Linked DNA regions of Mus musculus: region 1 is linked to region 2. Evidence: chromatin contacts called from public Hi-C data. All regions are on one chromosome and are shown on one strand. Each heading gives the region's core, a stretch centred on a gene start, on an enhancer-like site or on the middle of the called end of the contact. The rest is flanking DNA. Distances are from core to core; before and after follow the strand shown.

The links. Hi-C and Micro-C count contacts between places; a contact is called where the count stands out from the background.
Region 1: a Hi-C map of CD4 T cells shows a contact between it and region 2, with 6 times the contacts expected there. The contact joins the promoter of Rab12 here to the promoter of Fbxl17 in region 2.

What each region holds. Positions count from the first base shown.
Region 1 is chr17:66,517,319-66,523,745 of GRCm38.p6, forward strand. Rab12 (RAB12, member RAS oncogene family) reads right to left here and starts at 2,352. Exons shown (of 6, transcript NM_024448.2): 1 at 2,030-2,352. The coding sequence starts at 2,252. Gm41608 (a long non-coding RNA gene) reads left to right here. Exons shown (of 3, transcript XR_876914.3): 1 at 1-1,627; 2 at 5,997-6,393.
Region 2 is chr17:63,496,602-63,503,274 of GRCm38.p6, forward strand. It overlaps Fbxl17 (F-box and leucine-rich repeat protein 17), which reads right to left and starts at 3,979. Exons shown (of 9, transcript NM_015794.1): 1 at 2,424-3,979. The coding sequence starts at 3,416.

The DNA of each region.
Region 1 (6,427 bases), core at 1,102-3,601, 3.0 Mb after region 2:
ATGTAGTGTCTTCAGGCTTTCCTTAAGTTATGGTTACCATCTTTTTCCGAACTTCCCACAAGAAACACTTACTGAAATTAATTACTTTAGGCTGGATATGAAGTAAACAAAAACATCCAAGGGAAAAATTCAACCACCCTCAGTGTGGGGAGACACCCGTATATTTGTACATATAATTATGTATGTAAGGAGGCCTGTTTCCGCTCATTTCCAGATAGTCTATGTAATTCCATGATGTCTCAAGCTAGTTTCATTTTGTCAACAAGGGGAAAGCTTACTGAGTAGGCCCATCTTTCTCAGGAGGACAGGCCAGCTCTCCACGGATCCACTTCTATGAGCCCTAGGAAAACTTCCTAGAATGTGGGTGTGCTGTCATAAAGGCCAGCTCTCCCCACCCCAGTCCGTCACCTCGAGCCTTCCGAGTGCTGCAGTCCTATTTCCCTTCTATATTAAATATAACCATTAGCTTTCATTTCTGCATATGTAAGTGTGGGGCCATAAACGACTGGTAATTCTCAACTGCATTCAAGCCTACTGCACTTATGTCAGAAACAAACAAAACAATATAAGCCTCATTTCCTGGTTAATAACTCCCTGTATACTCTTAGGATCCAAGATTGGATATTTGCAGTGGGTATAATTACGTTACTGAGTTCTAATAACACATCCCCAAGACAAACATTTAAAAAACAAACAGGGTAGAAGGAGCATAAATATTTCCAAAATGGTCTGTTAAAAAAAAAAAAAAAAAGGCATGAAGGGGCATAATCAAAAAGGAAATTTAAGTCAGTGTGAAAACTGGAGGTTTAATTTTCCGGTCTAAGTACTTAGAACCGTGGTAGTTTTGTTACCCGGCAACTTACCAATTACGACCTAAAGAGAGTCCCTGAAATTCTCTACAGAATTCTCATCTCAAAACGGGAACCATCAATGGTTACAACGGAAAATATGTGCACCAGTGTTTAGCTTTTCAAACCTCCAAGCTGAGATTTTGTTTGTTTTGAGACAGGGTCTCTCTGCATAGCCCTGGCTGTCCTGGAACTCACTGTGTAGACAGACCAGGCTGGCCTCGAAATCAGAGATCCACCTTCCTCTCCTTGGGGCTAGGATTCAGGGAGAACGCTAGATTTTTTGTCACTCTGTCCAGTCCCTCCTGCTCACCCCCTTTTTCTATAAGCCACCCCAAATGAGAGTTTTCCAGGTAGCTTTTCCATGGTCACAACTGTTTCCCATAACCCCAACAAACCTCTATGTCAAGCCCTGTCAATCCAGTGTCACTAAAAACATTCCCTTGCAGTTTCAAACCCAGATCCCGAGGAAGGTAACAGGAGCGTTACCTATGGATTTCCCGGTAATTCACCGACCTCGGGTGGGTGCCGGGAAATCGCCCTTACTTTGCCCGCCTATCCACCCGGTTATTTGAGGTCAAGGATAAACACAGCTGAAATCCCTTTGCCCTACATTTGTGCACAGAACAAGAAAGAAACCCGAGTGTAGCTTTAGCGCGAACTGTCTCTGCAACAAACTTCTTTTCTGTAAACCACGAAAATAGACAGAAAATGAGAAAGCAAACCTTGGTCCATCCCTCCAGCCTGCAAAGCTGCGAGGTCCGGACCCATTTAAGATGGTGAGTAACCCCGGGGCACTGCACTGGTGGGTGGCCTTCAGCTCTACTTTCGGTTCACAAAGCCGTTTTCCTGGGTGAGCAGGAGTAACGGACCGGGAGTTTCCGCGGATGCATCACCCGGACCTCATGACTGGTGAAGGCTCCGGGAGGGAATGTTTGGGCTTCGGGGGTCCGACACCCGCGGAAAGGCCACGGAAAAGCTCGGTCTGGCCACAAGAGAGGGTCGGGCTTCCACGGAGACCTGGGCTGTGCGCGGCTCGGATGCCAGATGTGCCCACGGCGGGTATGCCCGGGCATCCGTAGGATGATTCGTTGAGGCCCTGGGAGAGGGTCAGAGCTTCCATGGGGACAGGGACCGGGCCCCGACCTCCCCCAGGCCCACCCGCCACAGGCCCGGCGTACCCACGGTGGACTTGCAGGCCTCGCAGAACGTGTCGTCGGTGAAGCGCTCCATCAGGCTGGTCTTGCCCACGCCGCGGGAGCCGATGATGATGACCTGCAGCTTGAAGTCGGCCGGCCTGGGGGGCTGCTTCCTCCGGCGGGCCTGGCCGCCCGACAGCGCCGGGGAGACCGCGCCCAGGCTGCCGCCCGCGGGCCGCCGGTGCAGCGCGGCGCTGGGATCCATGCACGCATACGGCTCGCGCTCGGGCCGCCGTCCGCGCGCCCCGGGCCCCCGCGCACCCTCCACCCGCTCCGCGCTACCGCCGCCGCCGCCGCCGCCGGGAGTAGAGGAAGGGAAGCAGCTTCTCCGCAGCAGCGGTAGCAGCATCCCGGACCGGGAGGGGCAGGAAGCGCAGGCGCGGCGCCACGCGGGACTGGAGCCCGCCCCCTGTCGGTCGGAGGACCGAGCCGTGCGCTCCGCTCCGTGGGGTGTATGTTATGTGTGGGTCGCTCTCCGTCACCCCTGTTCCCTCGGCCCTCCCCACTCGGCGCACTTTCACTCGTGGTTTATCCTCATCGTGCACCGTTCCCAAGAACCACACACTTCTTTTTAGCAGCCCGTCCCAAACGTGTCTCAAAGTGCATATAGCCTGTGATCATCTTCCAGAATTTAGGGTGTTTGGGTGCTGGGGGTCTCGGTCTGGCCCACGCGGGGTTAGGGTGTGAACGCCACTTTGGAGGAAGCCCACGTACCCTGGCAGGGCCGCACCTCTGCGTGCACTTTTCCTGTGGGGCCCCGAGGAATCAGCTATCTTAAATGGATCTTAAAAGTCTTCCTCAGACTTACAGTTCGTAAAATTCAGTGAGTGACATGCACCTTAGGGGAAGCCAGCAGGTAAAAACTCAGATGACAAGCGACCTAAACTCCGAAGGTTTAGGTACTGACTTGGGTGTGTTATTTTGCCATTTCTACTTGAAAGTATTTACGGCTACAGAAGCTTGCCAGGGATTTATTTAGCAAATTCCTTTGCGTGAACTTGAGCACCTCGGAACACAGGGTTCTAAACATGATAGGAGCTGGCATGCTTGCGAAGAATGATCACATTACTCACCAAATTTCAGCCGTATTTAGAGCTAAGTTTACTAATACATAGCGCATGCGTTTGTTTTGCCATGGATGCACAGTTGAAGAAATCACATTATTTTGCAAAAGTAATCCCAATTGGATTTTTAAAAATGTTATAGCCTATTCTAAATTATCGTTCTTTTTTTCTTGGCGGTACTGGGGATGGAACCTAGAGGCTCACATGGGAATGAATGAAAAGACTCTTTTCATCTATCACTGTTGCAAAAACGTCAATACAAAAGAACAACAAAACAATAAGCCATACACCCTGTTGCAGACTCCAAAGGATGATATAAATGCAAGGTATTCAACTGTTCCTAGTAGGCAGGTGACTCTGCATAACTTGTAAGGTTAAAGACCCTGGCATCCAAAATAGTATCTCTTCCCCCATAGGCAGGTCTATAATGTACCAGAATAGTGGATGTCTTAAATGGGGGAGTTTGGAAAGAAATCCACAGGACTCGGGTTCCATGCTTGTTTGCGTCTTTAAGCCAATTATCAAGGTTACTCCAGGATGCTTCAGCACTTTGGCACATACCAGAAAGCCAGTATTACAGGGACGAATGAATGAATGAATGTGAACAAAGTCATCACAGATAACTATATAAAGAAAGGTGGCTGACTTTGTGCTCGTTCTTAAGCCCCAGACTGTGTAATAAAAGGGGTGCTCTCATATCCTGCCTTACAATTATTCCCCCATCATGCCAAAGGGCCTCCAGTTGATAGTACTTTAGCTCACATGGAAAAAGCCTGATCCAGAAGAGTGAGAACAGAACCCAGGGGCTCCCCTGTAGAAAAGGTAGAAGCTGAAGAAGAAACTCTAGGGAGGTCCGAGAGATCGGGAGACAGCACAACCATGGAAAACAAGGGTTTGTATTTCACAAAGTGGGGAATTATCAAAAGACCCTCTGGTTGTACCATTTGTACTTTGGTGAATACTTTTAAAATATATTTATTTTAATAGACAGATATAGCTATGCATACTAACAGAGAACCATGGCGGTACCATTTTGATGCATACACCATTAATATTTAAATAATATTTAAATCAGATCTAATTAAAATAATTAAACATATATCATGGGACATTTGTTCTATCTTCATGGTAAAAACACTGAAAGTCCTTGACTTTAGCTTTTGAAATGAATAGTATACTGCCACCTATAACCAATGTACTGTGCAATGATATGTCAGGGACTTTCAGCTCTGGCCATACTATTAATATGACTTTGTACTCATTGATCAACCTCTGTTGTCCCCCAGCTCTGCTGTCCCAGCTCTATACTATGCCCTTCTATGAGGTGAAGGTTATTTTGGAATCCACGTATGAGTAAGATTGTATGGCGCTTATCTTTCTGTATCTGGTTTATTTCATTGAACATGATTCCCAGTTCCCAGTGATGCCAAGGATAGAATTTCAGATTTTAATGGCTGAACAGCAGCACAGATGTGCTCTTGACATGTTGAATTCATTTCCTCTGATATTTCCTCTGATATTCAAATGGTGTTATAATTTAGGATTTAAATGTCCCACAAAGGCCCATGTTGATTAAAGGCTTGGTCCCTAGCTTGGTGTAATAGGGAGGTGATGAGGACATTTAAGAGGTGAGAGCTTGGCTGGGCATGGTGATGCCTATCTTTAATCACAACACTTGGAAGGCAGAGGCTGATAAATCTCTGTAAGTTCAAGGCTAGCCTGTGCTACATACATACCCTCTTTCAAGAAAAGAAAAGAAGAGAAACGGATAAGGCAGTTAGGTTGTCAAGGGCATGCCTTCAAACGAGGATGCTGGGATCCACACCCCTTTTGTCATTTTCTCTATCACGGGCACCTCACTACAGGCCCAAAACTTTGAGGCAGATTAGTCAGGGAGGAAAGCCCCCAAACTGTGAACTAAACCAAGCCTTTCCTCCTGTGAGTTGATAGTCTCAGGTATTTTGTTATAGTAACAGAAAGCTGACCTACACAGGGTTTGTTGGACCAGTAGCAGTTCTCTTTTTATTTTGTTTCTTTTTAGATTGGTGAATTGTTATATTCTTTTCTTAAGTTGGATCAGCTTCTGTCTTAGGGTTTCTATTCCTGAACAAAACATTATGACCAAGAAGCAAGCTGGAGAGGAAAGGGTTTATTCAGCTTACAGTTCCACATTGCTATTTAGGAATAGGGAAAGCAAGTCAGGACAGGAACTCACACAGGGCAGGATCCTGGAGGCAGGAGCTGATGCAGAAGCCATGGAGGGATGTTACTTACTGGCTTGCTTCCCATGTCTTGCATAGCTTGCTTTCTTACAGAACCCAGGACTCCCAGCCCAGGGAAGGCACCACCCACAAGGGGCCATCCCACCCTTGATCACTAATTGAGAAAATGCCTTACAGCTGGAGGCATTTCCTCAAGGGAGGCTCCTTTCTCTGTGATAACTCCAGCTTGTGTCAAGTTGATACATAAAACCAGCCAGGACAGCTTCCAACATTTTATGCTTTGTGCTTTCTATGTTTTGAGGTAGCTAAGTGTTTTGCGGGCACCATTCCCTATGAGTCATCTTTATTCTTTTTATCTAGGTGTCTTGTCTTTCTCTCTTCACGGAGGAAGTAGGCTTGCCACCAAGGCCATTCTCTGGCAGCACACCAGGAGTCTCTGAACAGGGTTGGGCCCACCTTGGACACAGCTAGCTGTTTCTTCCATACCTCTACTCATTGAGGATTGGCATCTCACATGCAGAACTAACCAAGAATTTGTTCCTTGGCTGCACTTGTATTTTTGTTGGATAGTTATTTATTTCACATAAGCACTTTGGTCAAATGGCAATTTGACTCCAGTTTTTGATATTGATTGACATCCTTCTCTTCCAATCTCCCATCTAGGCGAGATGACTAGAGGCCTGGAGCTCCCTTGCTGAGGTGCTGGTGAGAAAGTCAAACCATGCAAGCCTGTATTGCAGAGTACTCTCTATCCACTGTGGGAGCAGCTTTCCAGCTTCCCTCCCTTCTTCGGGGATTCTCAAGCCATCTCTCGCTGAACCTTGAAAGGAAAGCTTCAATTATGTAAACAACATGGGTGAATAACAGGCACACCCTCTTGGAGCAAGTACAGACTCCATCCTTCTTTTGCAACCAAGCCCCATATCAATGGACACCCAGCTGTCTCTCCCCTGGAGTGTCCCCGACAGTCACTAATAGTGACAGGTTACAGCGGATGTGTTGTGTCTATGATGACTACAAAGTTGGCTGTGAGTTGAATCTTTCTGTAATGACTCATGTTGTAAGTATTCCATTCTGAAATCAGAACCTTTGAT
Region 2 (6,673 bases), core at 2,729-5,228:
TTCCTTCCTGCCGGCCCTCATCCACACATGCGGTTGTAATAAACCAAGATGTGTGAAAAGATTATCCCTGCTTGTTTCCCCCCACCCCCCGTTTCCTCTGGCTACTTGCTCCACTTCCAGCTCCTTCCCCACTCCTCCAAGTGGCACTAACCTTCAGGCCATCTTTATGTGAGTTTTCCTTTTAGTTTTTCCTACCAAGTCCTCTGCTATTGGTTAGCAACTGGCTTTAACTTATTGTCCTACACTGAGCTAGACCTTGTGTAGGTCATGCCAGGAGCACCTACCAAGAAGCTGCAAAATTCCACTACTGACTTTTTAAACAGTTTCCTAAGATAAATCCTCCTGAGTATTTGTCTTTTATTTAATTCTAGAGCTCAAATGGTTGGACAGGTTTGGTTTTCCTTGGAAAAGACTCATTTGTCATGCAACCATGGCCCCTCTCCGATATTTTTATGCTCATTCTCCTGATTTTATAGATGAGAAAATAAAGATTTGAGGAAACTAAGTCATCTGTGTGACTTTTTTTAAAAGTTTAAAATGTTTTTACATTCCATTGTTTGTGTACATAGAAAAGTGTATGTATGCACATGCTCACTGTGTGTGCACAAATGTATAAAAATATACACAAGACTGTGTGTGTACATGCGGAAGAGTGAGAGTGTGTGTGTGTGTGTGTCACCTGTGGAGGCAGGACAGCCTGCAGGAGTGCTTTATCTCCTTTCATCATGTTGGTTCCTATAACTGAACTCAGGTCATCAGCTCACTGGTAAGCGCCTTTCCAGGCTGAGCTATCTCAGTGACTGCACAGTTTTAAAGGACTCATTTGTTCTCTGCATGTCCAAGGTGCCGAGCTGAAACAAGTCTGGACCAGTACTTCTCCAGTTTTCTCTCCGGTCAAGGTAAATGGCACTTCTGACCCACACATCACTGACACCATCCACATGGATCTAGGTTAGTTTTGCTTACTCACTTCGAAAAGGAATTGAATATGTAGGTGGTAGATAAGAGGGAGGATACCCCAGAAGGTTGGCCAACTTTGGAACTGACTATGCTAATCTGAAGTAGTTCTTAAATACCCCTTCTCTCCAGCATCTTATACAACCTGAAGCGCCAAGACTCAAGGTAACAACCCTACTCTGACAGCTTTCACTACAAAACAACTGACATAATTCTTAAGTAAACACACAGCACTTTTCGGTATTGTAATTAGCTTAAGACCACATAGCCCACTTAGAAAGGAAATGAGGTAAACCTACCTTCCTAAAACTTTCCAGGCTTTCTACCAAGCAAACTTCCCTCCGGAAACTACCTTGACCATTAACCCAGCCCAACTGAAACAAACCTACCAAAATGAAGACTTCCTATCTACTGACATATCAGAGTGGAAAAGACTTGTAGAGAAGGCTTTCTAATGGTGATGTCAGACAAGTTCTCCCCTTTACTACATTTTGGAAGGAAACAGGCTTACTCACTGAGAGCAAGGTAACAATCTAAACATTATGCTCCTATTGAATGTTTAGCTCAAGGTGACCATTATTGCAAAGGGAAAATAAGTAAGGAAACTGTTACCCAATGGCTGATCATATAAAAATCTAGCGGCAGTTTCAGTATGTAACACTGCTTCAAGTTGTAAAAGCAACAAGTAGCAAAATCTGAGGCTAGTTTATTTGATTCAGAACAATGCAGTAACCAGAGACCTAACAGGTTTATTAAGTACTTGGGAAAACTGCTATTCCCAGAGCTGACCTTTGAAGAGCCACTCTCTGCTTCTCAGATTTCTTATAAAGACCACACACCAGTTGTAAATCAGCTTCTGAACCAATGGTTTGCAAGTTTTCCGGAGCAAGCAAACAACTTCCCCCATTCAGGAAGACCTTTCCTCAACTCCCTGAGAGAGGATTCAAGTCCTCGGGACAGTACACTCAAAAGATGTCTACAGAGGAACACACTGACCAAGGCCTGCCATTCACTCGGTCAGTGTCTGGTCGTGGTAAATGCTTACTATAAGTTATTGCCACTAGACTAGCATCCATCAAACTTTTAAACTTTCCAAACACCAGTATGCAAAGTGGTTGCCCACTGTATACAACTTGCTCAAGAAATGCGTGTATATTCCACAGAATCTAGTATAGTATCTATATTGGGGGGTTTGCCAATGCAATGCATGAACCCCGAGTTGTAGGACCTAAGCTACTTCGAGGCATTCAGCAGCCTCCAAGTTTTCCTACTTCAACACCAGGCTGAAAGCTCAGGCCCCACTGGCTTCCCAGTCTCCCCTTCCGGCGTCCCCCGGCTGTCAGGGAACCCCCCCCCCTCCTCTGCACACAGGGGGAGGAGAGAGAAAGCCTCGGAGGCGGGGGAGCCGGGTTAGGGGGGCGGGGGGGGGGGAGTGAGCATCCCTGCGCCTCCTCGCCCAGACCCACCTTAAGCAGGATGGACGGCGGCAGTTGGTTGATGTCTGGGATCTCGGGGGGCGGCTCCCTGTGACAGTCGCAGGGGTTTTCGGGGGGCTCCTGACAGTCCGCGTCGCCGCTCTCGGGCTGCTGCTGGGCAGACGAGGGGGCGGTGCCCCCGGCTCGGACTGTGTCCCCGGCGGCGGCCACGATGGGGGCACACTCTGAGGCGGGAGAGGCGGGCGCGGGGCAGAGCGGCGGCGGGGGCTGCTCCGGGGCCTGGCAGCAGCCGGCATCGGGCGGCCGCGGCGGCGAGGCACCTCCTCCCGCGGGCCCTCCCCCGCCGCCGCCGCCCCCGCCGCAGCCCCCGCAGCCGCAACGGGGCTGCTTGCAGGGGGTGCAGGCGGGGACCCCGGCCCCTTTCCGCTTGCAAACCATCTCGAGGGCCGTGGCGGGCTCGGCCTGCGGCGGCGGCGCCGGCGGTGCCCGGAAGAGCTGCACGGCGGCCAGCGGTCCCAGGAAGCGCACGGGCCCCACGCCGGCCAGGAAGAGGCTCCGGCCCTGCTGCTCCCAGGCGGCGGCGGCGGCCAGCCCCAGCTCCTTGCAGCAGGACGCGGGCGACGAGGCAGCGGCGGCGGCGGCGGCGGCCGAGGACAGCAGGAAGCGGCGTGCGGCGGCGGCGCAGTCCTCGGCGGCCAGGGCCGCGTAGCGCCGCGCCAAGTGCTGCGAGGAGACGGCGGCGTAGGCCCCGTCCCGCGGCGGCGGCGGCGGTGGCGAGAGCGGCGGCTCCTCCTCTAGGCCGGCGGAGGCGGGCGCGCCGGGGCTGTGCACGATGAAGCAGAGCATGCAGGGCCCGCGGAAGAAGCAGTCCCGGCTCCGGGGCGCCGCGGGCTGCGGGGACGCCTTGGCCAGAGCCCGGCGGGGCAGTCTGAGGAGAGGGCGCCGGCGGCGACACCAGCTGCAGCAGCGAGGCCTCTTCTGGCTCGGGCGGTTACGCGGCTCCTTCGAGAGAAGGTGGCCCATATAGAAGGCCCCGAGGAGGGCGACCGGGACGGGGCGGGAGAGGGAGGCCCGAGGGGCGGGCTCCGGCGGCGGGGCAGGCCGCTGGCTGGGTCGCCCGCGCCGCGCACCCGGCACACGCGACGGCGGGGGTGGGCGTCAGCTGCGGGCCGCCCGGGTGCCCGACGCGGGCTACATGCTTTGCCCCCCGGGGAGCCGGGAGGAGGACGGGCGCGAGCTGTGGGGACGCGAGGGAGGGAAGCGAGTCTGCCGGCCAGGCCAGCCGGTTCAGTCAGTCAGCGCCGCGGCGGGGGCAGCGCGGGCCCGACTCGGACCATTTTAACTGCGGCTGGGCCGGCGGCGCGCGAGCCCGCGACACGGCCCGTCGCCGCGGGAGCGCGCCGCCCGCTCCGGGAGGGGGCGGAGCCGCCCGCGGGGGCGCGCGGGTCTCACCCAGGGGCGGGAGCGCCGCCGGGGGAGAAGCGGGGACCTCGGGGCTGCGCGCTGACGGGGCCGCGCACTCCCTCCGGCTGCACACGGAGGTGGCCTGGACGCCTCCGGGCTCACGCCCCTCTCCCGAAGCGGATGGAGACGCTTCCGAGCCAGCTGGGTGACATCCGTTTCCACGGCCGCGCTGACGTCTGGAGGTGTAAGTTCAAGAGCTGCCATTGGCCAGGCTCAGCTTGGCTCTTCCCCTTCACTTCCCACCCCACCATCGCCCTGACTCGGAAACTGAGGCCAATTGAGAACGGAAGAACCAGTTCCACCTGAGAGGCCTGAGCCCTTGGGTGATGGGTGACAGTCCAGTAAGGATCCGTTAGCTAGGTGACTACACTGATTCTACTCCTGTGTCTAGGCACCTGTTGCATACTGCTGCCTTTGCACACAATTGCGGGCTGAAAACATGTATCACGCTGAAAACAGGTATACACGCTGGAAAAAACACTCCAACATTCCAGGCTCCAAGCTCAATGTTACTGTTGTTTGACACCTTGAAATCCAGTCTGTCCACTCTGTGAATATTAGTGTGGTGCCCTTAGGACAGACTTTGGTGGCTAAGGTGGGGAACTAAAACATGCAAGTTGATCAGACTTCAGAAGTCTTAAGTTACAGTGATGACACAGGTTCTCGGATGGGGAGAGGTCAGCTTTCACAGGGGAGAAGGTAGGGAAAGTTAGTTGTCTTAGTCTCTTCTGCTGCTATAACAATGCTACATACAACAGTAAACTATGAAGAAGTTTATCTCGCTCTGGAGGCTTTGGAAAGTAGAATAACATGCAGTGTCAGCTAAGTGGCAGGGTAAAAGCGCCGGAAACTGTCTATCATTTTTTATCGGGAACCTACTCTTGTGGTAACAATTTGTTCCTGGAGGGCGGAACTCTAGTGTCCTCATCACCTCTTAAAGGACCCCCTTAGGAATGTTGCATGCATACTGTTAACAGTAGCAAATTTCAGGGTAAGTTTTGGAGGGAACTTTGAAACCATGCTAAGAGTCCAAAGCAGTGGATCAGGCAGTGGAGAGGACTTTAGAAAAAGTGTCAGTGGGGGGAGTGGCAGAAAAGAAACAAAGGCTGCGAAGAAATGAGGTGATTTGTTTCTGGCAGTTTCTACTCTTCATTAAAAGAAGCCCCACCCCTCCCTGCTGAAGAATATACTCCCTGGGTATATTCAAAAGCTACCGGGGAGAGAGTTGAGGATATCAGAATTTCAAAAACCAATGGGAAAAAGATTTGTCCAGATATTCACATATTTGTTACTCTCAAATGTGCTGTCTGAACTCCTTCACCTACGGATATCCCCCACATGCCCATGGTTCTTCTGCCTGTAATCGAGGAAAGGGTCTTCCAGGCTCTCAGAGCTCCATTCGTGAATCGTCAAGTTATGGCCATCTCGGCTTGGCTCTTTTCTAGAGCAAATGAAGCTAAAATTGTGCAGAAAGTACAGCCCTGTCAGTTTCTTGTAAGTCAAGCATTCGTCTACCCTTTGGCACATAAAGACCCACATCTTGTGTTCACCAAGAGAAATAAAGTCCTGTCTGCAAAAAGACTTGTATGGAAACGCAAATGTACTGATGAGAGCAAAACTCTCAAGGAGCCCAGATGTCTGTCAGTGGGAGAATGAGGAAGCTGGAATATTCAGTGCACCACTACTCTTGAATTAAAAATAAAATAGAATATGAATGGATCTCATAAATGTGTGTTGAATCAGACTGTGGAGTTAGAAACGAGAATGCCTTCCTGATTTTAGCAAGTCCTTTATAGAGAGCCTGGCACCATGCATACCCATCAGGGGCACATATGCACTCGAACTGCAACTTAACGTTTCTAAAGATGAGGTAGGCAGACTCTGAGACTTTTAAGTTTCTGAAGTTCACGGTAGCTATTATAATCCTTAGCCAGTCAGAAGTGAACAAGTTGCCCTTGGTCTTGTTGAATTCTGCCTGAGAAGTGACATTTGTGTTGGATAGTTAGAAAGGTGTGTGTCTGTTCTGACTGCTTGCTTCCTTCACCCACATAGATCTTCTTGAGAAAACAAAACAGAATTCCTCAGACTTAAACATTTACACTTAACTCTTTCTTCACCACACCACAGCTCCCCATCTAGGGTTCCACATCTCTAATACCAGCCCTCAGGTGGCTGAGGCAAGAACATTGTCACCAATTCAAGGCATGCCTGGGCTACAGTCACTCTTTAAAACAGGAGTGGGGAGAGGGGACAGTAAATCACTATTATTGTCATTGTGGTTTTAATGACAAATGTCTCCTGTAAACTCAAACATTTACTACTTGGACCCCAGCTGGTGCTGCTGCTTGGGTAGATCTAGGAGCAGTAACCTTGATGGGAGAGCTGTGGAGCAGGCTTTGAGGTTTCAGAGCTGTGTGCCATTCTCAGATTGTGTTCTCTGCTTCCAACAAGTTCGGGATGTGAACTCTTAGCTTCCAGCTTCAGGTGTCATGCCCTGAACTTTGCAAACAAGGACTCTAGTCCTGAAATGGTGAGCCCAGATAAACTATTCTATGAGTGACTTTAGTCATGGTGTCTTCTTATCAAAGCAATAGAGAAATAACTAAAATAATCACCAAAACTGTAAGAACTCATTACCCTAAAGAGTAATGCCAAGAAATTTTCAAGAAATGAAACTATCAGCAAGAGTTTTGGCAGCTGATTGTTAAAAATGAATAAACCCCATAATCCTGAATAGTGAGAGACTAGACTGGTGCTTACAGGTAACCCTTGGTGGTCTAACAGCATCTGGTCTGGAATTGTCAGCTAAATGACAT